Linked DNA regions of Mus musculus: region 2 is linked to region 1. The links are chromatin contacts, called in public HiChIP or PLAC-seq maps. All regions are on one chromosome and are shown on one strand. Each heading gives the region's core, a stretch centred on a gene start, on an enhancer-like site or on the middle of the called end of the contact. The rest is flanking DNA. Distances are from core to core; before and after follow the strand shown.

What was found. HiChIP or PLAC-seq counts read pairs in DNA pulled down with a chosen protein or histone mark.
Region 2: a contact with region 1 is called in a PDX1 HiChIP or PLAC-seq map of a beta-TC-6 cell line, with 8 times the contacts expected there. The contact joins two enhancer-like sites. A contact is called at or near these places in 4 of 484 Hi-C or Micro-C datasets (CD4 T cells, bone marrow-derived macrophages and embryonic stem cells), 9 of 115 datasets of contacts at active chromatin or transcription factors (the HPC-7 cell line, the NIH/3T3 cell line, a beta-TC-6 cell line and 4 more) and 2 of 9 other capture datasets (adipose tissue and liver).

The regions. Positions count from the first base shown.
Region 1 is chr4:59,387,654-59,390,247 of GRCm38.p6, reverse strand. The region is part of intron 6 of Susd1 (sushi domain containing 1); the gene reads left to right. Among named protein-coding and RNA genes, the nearest start is that of Susd1, 50 kb to the left of the region's middle. Within about 2 kb of position 1,312, at least 85 of the 459 cell types and tissues checked have an H3K27ac peak or open chromatin away from gene starts, as enhancers often do.
Region 2 is chr4:59,527,372-59,529,965 of GRCm38.p6, reverse strand. All of the region lies in intron 1 of Ptbp3 (polypyrimidine tract binding protein 3), which reads left to right. Among named protein-coding and RNA genes, the nearest start is that of Ptbp3, 21 kb to the left of the region's middle. Within about 2 kb of position 1,320, at least 5 of the 459 cell types and tissues checked have an H3K27ac peak or open chromatin away from gene starts, as enhancers often do.

The sequences.
Region 1 (2,594 bases), core at 63-2,562:
TTCACACAAGAGATGATAAAATTCAAGGAGTTAAGTCTTATCTAATTGCATTATACCGGTTTGTTTTCATTATGCAGTCCGTTGGTGTTGTGTACATCTACACCATGGTAGAACTAGTCTCCAGAACATCTTATCTTCTAAAACTGGAACCCATCATTTCTTCCTCCCCTCAGACGTTGGCACCCTGCCATTGCGCTTTCTATCTCCCAGGAATGAGACTACTGTAGGCACTCCATGGATGTAGGATCATATGATACTTGAGATTTTTTTTCAAAGCTTGGCTTATTTCACTTAGCATAATATTTTTAAGGCTCACCAACAATACAGGATATGCCATTTTCCTCACTTTTTAGAAGTGAAAAATATTCTATTGTATGTGTGTATACATGCATACATACATATATGCAACACTATCTTTTGTGTGTGTGTGTTTCTTTTTGTTTTTGTTTTTTTTTTTTTTCAAGACAGGGTTTCTCTGTGTAGCCCTGGCTGTCCTGGAACTCACTTTGTAGACCAGGCTGGCCTCAAACTCAGAAATCCGCCTGCCTCTGCCTCCCGAGTGCTGGGATTAAAGGCGTACGCCACCACACCCGGCTGCAACACTATCTTTTGTCTGTATCCGCTTTCACAGTACTAAGACTATACAAGTAGGCCACCATGACCTATCTTTTTATGGAAGTTCTGGGTATCGAACTTGGGACCTCACACTTGCGTGACAAGCACCTATGGTCTGAGCCATCTCCCCATCCCCAAGAGAGAATTTGATGACATCCATCCTGCCCATCTTTCCGTCCCACAGATAGATATTCGGTGCGCTCTGTGTGTGAAGCACACATTTGAAATTTACAGTGTGGTAGGAGAACCAGATCTCTCCTGAGGAAGTGCACATTCATATGTCCTTGTAATGGTTTGTAAATAAATTCAAAGCATTAGAGACTGCTGAAGCCTGTGGGGAAGGAACCCTGGGAGGAGATAGACAATGCTTACATTTAGCTATCGCCATCATACCTGCAAAAGATGTAGGCTGCGGAGTCAGGAGGAAACAGAAGGCAAGAATCCAGAGATGGAGGCCACCTTGTCTCCCTGGCCAAGCAGAGAAGCAAGGACACGCCAGTACCATCTTCCACTTTCTCTGAGGCCAAGCTCACGAGACTGATGGCCTCTCTGGCAGCACCTCCAGGACTTATCTGAAGGATGTAAGACAGCTTTCTCCCAGAACCGTCCCCCCAAGAAACAGCTTGTGTGAGAGAGCTTCTTACAGCCGTGGTCCCTTTGCCATGTGTACGCTGCTCAAGGTCCTCTGCTGCCACCATTCAGAATCCAGTGGGGGCACAAGGATTAGTCACTACGTGAAAAACCAGGGGATCTGCATGGGGCACAGTAAGCTATTAATTAGCTGGTCCTTGTACAGCACTTTGAAGAACAAACATGTTATGTAACCGCTAATTATAATTACTGTCCTCAGCCCTCCACCTTTTACTAAGTCTGTGGCTCCAGCTGCAGCTGTTTCCATGGGCTTATGCAAGCTTTGATTTCGGGAGAGAAAAAAGGCATTCTCCCTGGGAGCTGGGCTCTTTCTGCGAGGAGGCTCGTGTGCCCTCCGTCAGGATTGGCAGCTAAATTCGATTTTCACAGATAAAGGGAGTGATTTGCATGCTGATGAAGTCATGCATCTCTGGAGAGGTGGGCTGGAGAAGCTTCTGGAAGTGGAGCAAGAGGTGCTGGTTGTCATGGTTCTTGCCTAGCTGCCCCTCCTTTCCCTTTCCCCGTTTTTCATCAGTCTTACGACATCCCGACTCCCACCCCCCGTGTGTCTTGTATTTATTTTACTGTGTCTCACGGTTCACTTCTTCCCCTATCATCATCTTTCCTTGTAGTCCCTCCGTCTTCCCCTCTGTCTGTATGTCTGTGTTTAATTCCAAACTGGGGAGAATGGATTATCTGTACACAGATTGCTTTGAATTATTTTAAAATACTTTTGAGGCTCTGTGCCTCTGAGTTAGTGGCTCAGATCTGTCATGTTTTTAATGGAGTGCAAACTCTAACAAGGTGGTAGGAGGTGAGGTTTTTTTTTTTTTTCCCCTCTACGGCCAGTTTGAACTAGAAACTCCAGACAGCTGGGAATTAGGTAACTACTTTCGTGTCTGGAAAAACCCGAGGTGGAAGCTTCACATTAATGACTCAGTTTTACTTCAGGATCAAAGAGGCTGATTTGTTCCTGATAAGGCTGTCCCTGCTTCCATTCTGTCCAGGTCATTTGCCTTTTATGTTCTGAGTCTGGGTTAATAATTACAAGGTTAACACTCCACACTCCATCACTCCGTGTTCTTAGGAGAGCAACAACTCCGTCGAAACACTGACTGTTCATCTCTCAGGAGCCTTTCTGCATCCCGGAATCTGCCCTGGGTACTGCTGCAAATGCTACCAAGCTCCTGTTCCCCTCGTTACCTTCTTGGTTATCAGCCCTTCTCACCAGCCTAGCAAGTGCTCACTTGCAGCTAGGAAAGAAGGGCTGGCTGGGATAAATGGGCACAGTACTACATTAGCCACACTACTGGGCTGAGTCTGAATATGTCTGTACCATTTGGACGACT
Region 2 (2,594 bases), core at 71-2,570, 140 kb before region 1:
CATTTAAGTAACATGCTGCCCAGCAGGTGTAGAATGTGTATTCTTCTGCATGTGCTTATAGTCAGAGGCTACAAGACAAATCTAAAAGATCGAAGAACTTGACATGAGAGTTTGCTTTCTCTGAATACAATGAGAAAAGTAAAGCCAAGAGAACTTTAGAAATAGTAGAAGTAAGCTGGAGAGTGATGGTGCATGCCTTTCATCCTAGCACTTAGAAGGCAAAGATAGGCATAGCTCTGAGTTCAAGGTCAGCCTGGTCTAGAGAGTGAGTTCTAGATCAAGACTATGCTGTGAAACCCTAGTCCCTTGGAAAACTCACATGTCTAAAATATTTATGACTTCTAACAGCAAAACTACAGTTATGAAATAGCAAGGAAAATAATTTTATGAGGGTCATCATAGCACGATGAACTGTATTAAAAGTTCACAGCAATTGGAAAGTTGAAAACCACTGCACTGAATTACTTAAGCAAGGACATTTTTGGGGTGTGTGTGTGTGTGTGTGTGTGTGTGTGTGTGTGTGTGTGGTTTTAACATAGAGTACATGAAAAAAGTTGTAAGTTCTGTGAAGGAAGTTATAAAGGAGAGCAATCAGTAGGGCTAGACCAGGGCCAAGGAGATAAAAGCTCAGTACAGCAGGGGACAAGATCCAGGGCCCTGGCTAGGAATGGCAGAGGAGGGAAAAGGGAAAATACGATTAGGTGTATCTTCTAGGCAACTGATGATACAGATGCAATATGGTATCACTGCATAATAGTACTTTATTTCTGTTTATGGAACAAATTACTAAGAGCAGGACAAATGAAATTTTTATTCTGGAAAGTTTCACAAAAGATTGTTAGTCCATCTGCTAGAAATTTTGTTTTGATTTTGTACTTGGGTATTTATTTCAATATTTCATGAGTATGTTCATTTAAAGAAAGAATCCTAGAGATTTAAGACTTTTTAGATAGTTTGTTTCCCTGATGGTCTTGATAGGTAAAAGAAATGATACCTTATCCTAAAATTTCATGTGCATGTTATATCTGATCTGAATTTAGGTTTTTGGTTTAGTTTCAAAATCTTAAATTTTACTTCAGTGGCTTTCCTCGATTGACATATTGTCTTTTAATCACATTAATATTCTTTCTTGAATTGCAAATAAAACCAGTTCCCATCAAATTTGATAAACAAACATTTGTACTGCTTAATAACAGTATTCCTTTGCTTTGTTGGCCCTGTATATTTAGTTTGTCAGTCAGAGGGAGCTTCAATAATTGATGCTTGAAGCAAATGAAGCTGATTTATGTGTTGACATCGTCAGAGAGCTAACAAGTCCACAGGAAATTGCTGGACTTATGTAAACTGACCATGTGTTTCTAAGGAGACTGTTGATGCAGTCTTAACCTCCCTTCCACACTTGCCACATGATGTCTCATTTTTCATTCTGTTAAGACCTCCTTGGCAATGCTGTTAATTGTTTACCCATGATGCACTCTTTATCCTCCTGCTAAGCATCCTTGTTGTCTTTGAGGAGAGAACTGGCTCCCTTGCACACATATGTCACATAAAGTAGTGATAACACAAGAGTGTTTCCTTTGTGATCAACCTCTTAATATTTGAGATTACTTTGTTCTGTGGGACAGTAGTTTATGTTTTTAATAAACAATTGCATGTATTTTTAAAGATTTATTCTGTAATTGATGACACTTGGTTGTTTTCAGCTGCTCTAGTTTGAATAGTGTTCTGGGAATATCCTTATGTCTAATTATATATAAGTCAGCATATCTTGGGTGTGTACATAGCAGTAGGTCACAGGGATCTTTTAGATATTCATATATTTGACTTTCATTGGTTGAATAGCATTACAAGTTGTACCAATGTATATTTCCATTAAATCACATCCAGCTAAGTCCCATGTAATTCTAAGAGTTTTTTTGCTCTGCCTTGACTGATGCTCCATTCTACTACTTTTCTTCACATGATGGTATTCTGTTAGGGAATTAACTTATATGTCCAAATAACCAGTAAGAGTAAACTTGTTTTCCTATGTTGATCACTATGTTAGAAAAATGTTTCTTGTTTATTTACAGTGATTGGGCTTTAGAGTAAAGACTTCCTCTTGTGTGGGGCATATGCTTGTTATAGAGTGAAAGCAAAGAGAATAAAACCAACAAAACGGCTATCCTATGCTTTTTTGGTTAAATGTTTTTGTGTTCATGCTCCAGAGGCCAAAGCCTATCACAAAACTATGCTCAATGCCAGTGAGGCAGAAAGGTGCTCTCCCAAGCCAGGCATTGGAAGTCATGGGGCCGTGCATGGAAGAGGGTGATCCTTTCACTAGAAAGGACAAAGTGCAGGTGCTACACAGTGCTCACAGTCTATTGCCACTTGACGGGATGCTGCTCACTTTCTTCCATTTGTACCTCATTCTCATTTCTTGTGTTTTGCTCTTTTACATTTTTTTTAAGATTTATTTATTTATTATATGTAAGTACACTGTAGCTGTTTTCAGACAATCCAGAAGAGGGAGTTAGATCTCGTTACAGATGGTTGTGAGCCACCATGTGGTTGCTGGGATATGAACTCCGGACCTTCGGAAGAGCAGTTGGGTG